Linked DNA regions of Hordeum vulgare: region 2 is linked to region 1. The links are chromatin contacts, called in public Hi-C maps. All regions are on one chromosome and are shown on one strand. The core of a region is the stretch at or near the end of the contact, and the rest is flanking DNA. Distances in the headings are between cores, read along the strand shown.

Evidence for each region. Hi-C and Micro-C count contacts between places; a contact is called where the count stands out from the background.
Region 2: a contact with region 1 is called in a Hi-C map of leaf, with 3 times the contacts expected there. The contact joins the promoter of LOC123447442 here to the promoter of LOC123449919 in region 1. A contact is called at or near these places in 3 of 6 Hi-C or Micro-C datasets (leaf and seedling) and 1 of 1 datasets of contacts at active chromatin or transcription factors (embryo).

The regions. Positions count from the first base shown.
Region 1 is chr4H:597,634,503-597,639,509 of MorexV3_pseudomolecules_assembly, reverse strand. LOC123449919 (F-box protein At4g00755-like) reads left to right here and starts at 1,406. Exons shown (of 5, transcript XM_045127286.1): 1 at 1,406-1,701; 2 at 1,796-2,194; 3 at 3,239-3,417; 4 at 4,739-4,857. The coding sequence starts at 1,554.
Region 2 is chr4H:597,773,408-597,778,352 of MorexV3_pseudomolecules_assembly, reverse strand. It overlaps LOC123447442 (12-oxophytodienoate reductase 1-like), which reads right to left and starts at 3,237. Exons shown (of 4, transcript XM_045124044.1): 1 at 3,063-3,237; 2 at 2,695-2,966; 3 at 2,401-2,574; 4 at 1,488-2,290. The coding sequence starts at 3,136. The coding sequence ends at 1,704.

The DNA of each region.
Region 1 (5,007 bases), core at 157-2,656:
TTTGAAAGCACTAATTTGTTTTCAAACTGATTGCACTTTAAAAAAATGATTCAGGTTTCAAAACTATTTGTTTTTCTACAAAAAGTGTTCGCATTTTTATTCGCACTTCAAATTTTTGTGCAGGTTTCAAAATTATTTTTTTAATAAAAAGTGTTCGCATTTTTGTATGCACTTCAAATTTTTATTCAGGTTGTAAAATGTTATTTTTATAAAAAGTGTTTGCATTTTTTTGCACTTTAAAATTTTGTCCAGGTTTCAAAATCGTTATATTTTATGAAAAGTGTTTGCATCTTTGTCCGCACTTTAAAATTGCTTGTTTTTCTATAAAAAGTATCCGAATTTTTGTCTGCACTTTTATTATTTTTCAGGTTTCAAAATTGTTTTTTCATTGTAAAAAGTGTTCGCGCTTTAAAATTGTGTGCAGGTTTCAAAATCGTATTTTAAGTGTCGGCACTTCAAAAATCTTTGCGGATTTCAAAAATGGTTCGGGTTTTCAAAAAGTATCATAATTCCAAAAAAATCAATAAAATGTTTGGATTTAAAAAATGACAATTTTGAAGAAAATGTTTCAAGAAAAATCCAAATTTAGACGTTGGGTCGTGTGGTTATAAATACAGCTTCTAGTTTATCAACAATAGCTATCTGCTAGAGTGCCCAGCAATCTCGCCAGGTCGCAAGTTGGAATCTCAACAATCTCGCCTCGATTTATCTTTCGTCTCAGGTTCAAGGTTGAGGTAGAGATGGACTCTATTGTTGCAGTGAAGTTAATCCTGGCTAAAGAAGTTGATAGTTCGGTCTATTCGTTGCTTATTAGAGAGATTATAAACACCTTAGGTCTCACCGTTGATTCTTGTGTTACTCATGTAAATCGTAGCCAAAAGAAGGTCAGCGACAACATAGCTAAATCTGCTTGTTTAGAAGGTAAAGCTATGACTTGGTTTAGTACAGGTCCTTGGGATGCTATGAAGGTACGATTTTGAGTAATACTTCCAGCTTCCCCAGTCCTAAAATAAGTGACTCAAAAATGATTTAACTTTGCATTAATTAACTTTAATACAAAGTTGGGTCATTTATTTTAAGACTGAAGAAGTATAATGTTTCACACACAAATAGAAATGGTTTATTTAAAACTTTTTTCCATATAAAAAAAACAAACCATGGTCGGAACCACGAGCGCGGCACACGGAGAGTGAGCGCGATACACGCACGCACGCACGCACGCCAAGGGCGCGGCGCGGGCTGCTCGGGGGAGGCCGAAACGGCAAGGCGCGGACGGACAGGCACGAGCACATCGCGGCGCCGTGCCCGGTGTACTTGTACTACGTCTACGTGGCGCGCGCAGCAAAAGGCGCGGGCCCCGCAAAACCACCACCAAAGAAAAAAAACGAAAACAAGCGGCCGGTTGCTCCTCCTCTTCCTCCTTGAGGCGCAGGCGCAGGCGCAGCGGACGGAAGCAAACGCAACGCAAAAAGGAACGAGCGGGGAGGAGAGCAGAGGGCGTTTCTCCGTCCTCCCTCGCCGTGCGCGCGCGGCGGCGGCACCACACCACCGCCATGGCCATGTCCAAGCAGCAGCAGGGGGACCCCGCGGCCTTCCTCGACCTCGTCGGCCCCGACCTCTCCGCCTGCGTCTTCGCCCGCCTCCACGACCCCGCCGACCTCGCCCGCGCCGCCACCGTCTCCCGCCCCTGGCGCAGATTCGGTCCGTTCACCCCCTCCTCCCCGCACCCCCGCTGCACATACAGTAACCCTCTCGCTACAAATGGATGAGAACATCGGCCCCCTTTTGCGCGCAGTGGAGGGGAACGGCTTCCTCAAGAAGGCGTGCGTGCGCAAGTTCCCGGAGCTGGCCGTGCTCGCGGGCGCGGTGGAGGTGCGCAGATCGCCCGCCCCATCCCCCGGGCCCAGCGCCGAGGCCAACGAGCACAGGATCTACTCCCACCTCTACGGCGCGCTCGTCCCCGACGCCAGGCCCGCCGTTGACTGCATCCTGCACTGCATCGGCGCCTCCAGCACCGACAACTTCCCCGACGAGACCATCGACAACACGCTCGAGCCGCAGGACCGCGTCAACAACCGCTTCTCCTACTGGTCCAGCGCCGGCCAGGACGACCCCGACGTGCCCGAGACGCTCACCTACAGGCTCGGCTCCGACATCTGCGTCGTCGATGAGATCAGGATACAGCCCTTCAAAGGTAGTCTCTCTTATACATACATAAACTAAGGTCACTAGACACCTCATCTGATTACATAAACTAAGGTGACTTGACATCTGAAACTGACCATCAGGTTTCCATTGCGCCGTCAGTTATTTCATTTCTATGTCTGCTTATCATGTCCGATTCTTTCCGACAGTGACTCGGACCGTTTCGTTGTGTCGGCTTCTTTCGGACTGTGAATCCGACCGCTTAGTTGTGTCGAATTCTTTCCGACGGTGAATCGGACCGTTTCGTGTTGTCGGCTTCTTTCGGACCGTGAATCGGACCGCTTAGTTGTGTCGAATTCTCTCCGACGGTGAGTCGGACCGTTTCGTGTTGTCGGATTTTGTTCCGACCCGTGAATCTCAACGTTTCATCGTTCGCAATAAATGACCCGTTCATGGTTGTTTCGTAAAGAACAAATCAGTCCAACGGGTCATATAGGTTGACACTTGCCGACAAATGAGCCGGTACCGTTAGCAAAGGCGCGAAATAGTAGGTTTCAAACTTTACATGACTCTACAATCAAAACGACACGTGTAAAGGGGATTTAAGAAAAAGACTAGCAATCTTGTTCCGCAAGTTGTCGCTGCTCAAGGAGCGAATGAGGATGATTAGGCAATTGGCACAAGGATAAGGAATATAGGCATTGATGTGAATAGGTCAACGGAATCTAGTTTGATGGAAATTATGGAGTGGCCACAGCAAGGATATACAGTTTTCAGATCTGCCTACAAATGGAACAGAATATTGAGTGTGGAAAACTTCTTAGCTAGCCAGAAAATCTACCCAATAACGGTTACGGGGATTGGTGACTAAGTGGTGTACCTATTATAGTCTTATAGGTAGCTAAATTAGGTTAAAAGAAAGAGGTCCATAACACCCCGTAAATTGATGGCTATATTTGGTTAATACTCCCAGGTGATTGAGCAATGCAAAGCAATGTATTTTGTTAAACATATAATATTGTAAATTTTCTCTCTTAGTTATATTTATCTTGTCGGATGACTGATTGCATTGCCTTTTGTTTCAAATTGCCAGCATTCTTTCAGATTGGACATCCTATATACTCTTCAAAGATGGTGCGGTTCCGGATGGGCCATTGCAAACTTCCTCGTCGATCAGAGTCATTTATCACAGATGATGATGACAACCAAGCAGTGATTGCTGATGAAAACTACATCTGGACTTATACCTCGCCTGAGTTCCTTATGTTCCAGGTGATTTTGTGCCTTGTTCTCTATTGCTGACCTATCCACAGTTTAGCGAACTGCTGAATTCTATTATTAAATACCTATAGCTATTCCGCCATGATCATTTTCTTTAAGTGGAAGATATCATTGACTTCATTTCATAAATACTGGACATATCTTACCAAAAATAAATAAACCCTGAACTACTTTGCATCTTACGCATTCCAGTACACCTTTCGCATTTTACGCCTGCACACTTTGCCTCAATATTTCTGTAGCTTCACATCAACCCAATCACATTAACATTTTTTTACTTACACCAACCACACAATCATGAGGGGCATGAAGCTCTCAGAAAATGATTGCCTAAATGGCTGAATAGGCACACGTTGTTAAAAATGCCAAGTACTGTGAAACCGAGAAAGCTACAACCTGCATCCTGGTGTACATAGAAAAATGTTATGGTCTCAGAGCCCAGCTTTGAAAATAGTTTTCTTTCACAATATCACAGAGATTTATTGTTGCTTGAGTGATCGTTCCTGTAACCGTCTTGCAAGCTAGATGAAGTTGATTCGGACGTATATTGGGGCAAGCATATTGAGGAAGAAAGACAAGGAGGAGAGATTACTGTACTAAAGCAAAGGATCTGCTGATTAGTTCAGTTCAGACATGGTAACTGCAGAGCGCAGCAGTTGCACCTGCCAGACCAGAATAGAAATTGGCAGAATTAGGAAGGGTCAATTATAATAGGTCAGGTAGAATCCAAGCCAGGTTTGGTGCCAGAGCACGAATTGGTTTAGAGTAAGTTGAAGGCAATGCTATATAAGCATGACATCTCTTGTAAGTTCTGGTCAAATAATAACAACCCTTCTTGTAGCTGCCATTCCTGAACCATTCAGAGTATACTCTGTCTAAACCCCGTCATCCTTCTCAATTGCCGGCAGCGGTGCTTTGGTCGCAGAGGACGAATCTATCCTCCTGTGTCAAACCCCTACTACCTTAGGAGCTCTATTTGGCCATAAAACAAAAGTGCTGATACATGGTTTTGTTGCAATTCAGGACAAATTGAAACGCAAAAAATAAACACAATCAGTTTTTGATCTATCATGTAATGATGGAATAATTTCAATTGGCTCCATAAAGCAGTAGGTTCCTGGAATTTGACCGCTTTACACGAAAACCAGTAAAGGACCGGCCTAATACCCAATATCAAGCATGAAAATTTTCTTCCCCAACTGGATGCATTTTGTGCTTTATGCTATAGGTGATATTGTATTGATATTATAAATCAACATGCTGTATTGATGCTGCAATGACCTTACTGTTGCCATCTAATTTGGTTTTACAGGAAAATAAACTGCAGACGTTTAAACTCCCGCGCCCAGTCCTGTGCATTGGTGGTGTTGTAAAGATTGAGCTGCTGGGAAGAGTGCAGAAACAAGCAACTGATGATAGGTATTACATATGGTAAGTTGAAAATGATATTATTATGCAAAGAATATGGCATTATTATTCAAATTTGGAGATTAGATGTGATTCCATTATCAGTCTGGGTTTATTAGTGTGTGATATGCTTGTTTTGGCATGTCCAAAAGATTCCCTTGCTAACCTGGAGGA
Region 2 (4,945 bases), core at 1,988-4,487, 140 kb before region 1:
ATGTATTTTTAGGATGTATTCATGTATTTACTTTACGAGCAATATAATTAATTAAAATATTGCTAATGTAATTCTAATATGTATATAATCATTATTTTAAAAAACATTATGTAATTTCAATAGTAATATTATTTATAATAGTATATATGAATTACAAACACGATCATGGTAAATATGAGCTGCGATCATTGCAGTCCATTTAAGGCCCATCTTGGTTAGTAGGGTGTTTTTCGCAAAAACCCAGGTCGCACGTCCATCCCCACCTTTCCAGTCACTGAATTGGGTCTCACGCCATGTTGGCGCACCTTGTCAGCATATTATATGTATACAAAACATGATTAGCGCCGTAGATGCACGTCTAAGCCAAGTTATGTCACCGATTCAATGTATGCTGCAAGTTCTAGCATCAAACTGACGTTTCTTGCCAAATTCAAGCACTTATGGTGTAATTGACTCTCTTTTAAATTAATATTAGGGAACGAAATGCCACCAAAGTGTGTGTCTTTTTTTTGACAAACATCTATGTCTAAATGTTTGCGTTTGGGCCAAATCCAAACACTGAAAGAAAAAAAGGAAATGGGAATGCCAAGCAAATAAACATTCTCTTCAAGAAAATTCAACATAGTAAAACCCCGCTTGCATTCAAATATTTCGGAAAATTGTAAAAAAATCAACTTTAACACATCACTACTCTTCCATCTGATGATAGTGTGAAACTGAATGAGCCGTCATCGAAGGACATGAATACAACTTCATCAACCTTTTTCAATTGCGGACATCAAAATCCTACCAACATCGACGATGGTGACGAAGATGAGAAGTGCCGACAAGAATATGGTCTAGTTTCTTTGCTCGCTTTTAGAATAAGCTACCCGCTACCCAACTTATTTTAGAAGCTCAATCAATTTTTTTAAAGTCTATTAACTAAAACTTGCCTGGTAGACTTTTAAAAATATATTTTTGATTGGGCTTCTAGAATAAGCTGGATAGGGGGCAACTTATTCTAAAAGCTTAAAAAAGCCACCAAAAGAACTGACCCTTCATGTTGGCATTTTTTCCCCGGTGCAAACAGACACATTAAATTAATGCATTCAAAGATTGAAGGAAAAAGTATAGATGCAGACACTCACATACACGCACCTTTAATAAGACTTGAAATTGATGAAGTCACCACACGCGTCTTGCATTCAAATATTTAAAAAATTATAAAAAATCCAACTTCAACACACCTCTACTCTTTCATCCAATGATAGTGCGAAGTTGAATGAAACATCATCAAAGGACATGAATACGGCTTCATCAATCTTTTCCAATTGCCGATGCCAAAATCATAACGTCATCGACAAGATGATGAACACGAAAAGTGGCAACAAGAATGTGCCACTTGAAACGTGCACCAGCTTTTTTTCTTCTGGCACAAACATACACTAAATTGCTGCATTTAAACGTTAAAGAAAAAAAAATGTAGACGCTTACATACACCCACCTCAATGAATGCGATTTTAAATTGATGAAGTCATATACAAATATCTCGCTATGAATGAGAATGATGCCTACCACTAAGAGAATCTTTCACGGTTATGGGCATTAAAGCATGATGATATGAATTTCTTCTATATCTGGACACGCGCATCCCTACCCCGTCATTATACAAGGCCTTAGAATCTCCCAGGTCCTAAGCACAACAGCAGTGAAGCAGTCAGCTAATCATCCTGATCAAGAAAAGGGTAATCGGTGTAGCCAACAACAGGATCGAATGTGTAGAAGGTGCTCCTGTCGTACTTATTCAGAGCGGCGTTCCTCCTGAACCTCTCCGGCAGGTCGGGGTTGGCCAAGAAGATCCGCCCGTACGCCACAAGATTGGCGTAGCCTTCGTCGACGGCCCTGTCCCCTTCCTCCCGGTCGTACCCGCCGTTCACCATGAAGGTGCCCTTGAATGCCTTCCTGAACGGCAGCAGGCGGCGCGGGATCATCCGCTCGTTGACGCACATCCGCGGCTCGATCATGTGGCAGTAGAGGACGCCGAGCCCGTTCATGGCGCCGATCACGTGCAGCGCGAGCGCCTCCGGGTCGGAGTCGACGCAGTCGACGTAGTCGGCGAACGGGGAGAGGCGCACGCCGACGCGGCCCGCGCCGGCCTCGTGGCAGACGGCCGCGATGACCTCCGCGGCGAAGCGGCAGCGGTTCTCCAGGCCGCCGCCGTACGCGTCGGCCCGGTCGTTGACGCCGTCCTTCATGAACTGGTCGATGAGGTACCCGTTGGCCGCGTGGATCTCCACGCCGTCGAACCCTTAATTTGATCACAAATGATCGACGATCAGCGTCGCAAGATGAGGGCTGTGCTGTAGTTGCCTAGTTGGTGTCTTGGTGATCGGATATGCATGGTTGATCGTCAGTTACCGGCTCTGATGGCGTTCCTGGCGGCGACCCGGAAGTCGTCGACGATGTGGGGTATCTCCGCCGTCTCCAACCTTCGAGGGGCCGCGAACTCGAAGACACTGCCGTCATGGGCGACCTGAGGCGTCACCTGCTTATCCGTGCTCGACACCGGAGCTTGCCCATTAGGCTGGAACTCTGTGACATGATCCGTCCATTGGAAAAATGAGAAAAACGAACACCACTGGTACGTACGAGGATAATTAATCTTTTCGAAGAAAAAAAGGTACGAGGATAATGTCGTACGCGCCCACGAACCTACGGGCGAGACGCGGCCGGTGTGCCATATCTGGCAGAAGAAGACGGCGCCCTTGGCGTGAACGGCGTCGACCACCGGCTTCCACGCCGCCACCTGCTCCTGGCTCCACAGGCCGGGGACGTGCGGGTAGCCCCGCGCGGCCTCGGACACGGCGCATGCCTCGGCGACGAGGAGCGCGCCCGGCGCCGCCCTCTGCGCGTAGTAGAGCGCGTTGTGCGGCTGGGCGAGGTTCCCGTACGACCTGCACCGCGTCAGCGGCGCGTGAACAACCCTGCGTTGCGTTGTCGGCCATGGCCGCGTCAGTGATCCAGGATCTCTTAGTTCAAAGGAAACGAGTTACGTACTGGCTATATACTAATCAACTGACCTGTGCGCCAGGTTGAAGTCGCCCATCTTGTATGGCGTCAGGAGCGGAGTCGTCGTCGGAGTCGTCGTCTCCATGCTTCCTTCCACTGTCTTCTTCTTCTTCCTGCTCGATGGACTCTATATGTGACTATTTGTACCTCCGGTCAGGGGAAGCGGAGTAGTAGTCCACCTTCAAGACGTGTTGTCGAGCTTCTATTGCGCCAAATTAATATAAGTGGACTAGAGATTATGCAGGTAATCGACCTTTGTGGCTGTGTAATTGTCTATGGCTGCTATCGTGCGCGCCCGTTGCAAGCTAGGAAATTTCGACCAATCAAAGCAAGACAACGAGATTCATTTACAGCGATTGCACCAAAAGAAAAGCATCTATCAATAGTTGGCGTGTTGATGCGAACGTCGACGGTCCACCTCCGAGGTAAGGATCGGCTACTTACGTACGATGATATCTGGAACTCATGTCTCATCTAGTATTCCTTATTAGTAGTTGATCCGAGTGCGGCATTTTGGCGCTGGGGCTACATGAAGCCTTTTTTTTTTTTTGAAACATTTCAAAATAACATTTTAAAGTTTCAAAAAATTATGAAAAACAATCCCACATTGACATGTGAATGTATGCTACATGTGTGTAAAATTTCAGAAGAAAATACATTGATTCTTGAGCTACACAAAAAAGTGAAATTGTTGATTTTTTTAGAGTGAACAGTGCGCACACGGTCACCGTTCTCCAATATCAGCAATTTATCTTTTTTTGTAACTGTATTTCGTCATGGAAATTTATGAGTATGAAGTATACATCCATATGATACCGTAATTTTTTTCTGAGAATTTTTGAAGCATTGAAACTTTGTTTGGATTTTTTATATTAAAAGGAGCATTTTAGAGAACTCCAACTGGGCGACCTATTTCGTCCGCCGCCGTCCGTTTAGAACCGCACTGATAAACGGATGACCCATTACCAAAACGCGTCTGTTTCGCGTCCGCGCCGACTTTCGGCCCACATTTGGGATTGAAATGCGTCTACGCGGACGCAAAGCGGACGCGCGCCTTCTTGGTGTCTGCCCCAACCACCCACGGTCAACATAATTTATGACAGCCGTCCTCCTTGGCCCCACACGTCAGCGGTCGCGGTCGACCTTTTTTAATCCACCCTTGTGGTGGGTTTCGCCTCATCTGCTTCCAGAACCCACCACTCCCCATCTCGCCACCTTGTCGGCGACCAAACCCTAGCCGCGTGCCATGGTGGCTCCTTTCAAAACAAGGGCAAAGCCCCCTCCACCCCCGCGCCATCTCCTCGCCGGCGTCTTCCCGCTGGCCTCGCCAGCGTGTCAGCGTGCCGGTGCACCAAGCGCGGTGGCACTGGAAGCACCGCGTGTCGCTGCCTTACCCCGATGTTACCCTCCCGCACCACTGGCATCTGGATTCGGAGAGGATCCCGGTGCCGGCTGTGCTGCGGTCGGCGCGGTTGCGCGCGGAGGAGGTGAGTCGTCGTCAGTGTCTGCTAATGCTGGAGCAGCAACTCAACCCTACCTACGCGGCCGACTCCCCCACTGGGAGATTTCGTTCGCGGTCGAGCACGAGGAGAAGCGTCGGCGTGGCGTGCGCGACGTGCAGCCCGGAGGCCCTCCGTCGCCCCCGCCCGTAGTCAGCGAGGAGGAGCAGGAGGCTGAGGCTGCCAACCAGGCAGCGTTGGAAGCTGTTCTCCGCGAGAGCAAGGGGGAAAAGCGGCGCAAGGCCGACGAGGACGAGGCGGCTTACCAGCAGCGGCTCGTGTAGGCCATCGTGCTGTCGGTCGCCGGCGACTGCATGGTGCCACCTTCGCCGAAGAACGAGCCCACGGAGCCGCGGGAGGTCTAGCAGTGGACCGGCTGGGTCCGCGAGTGGGTC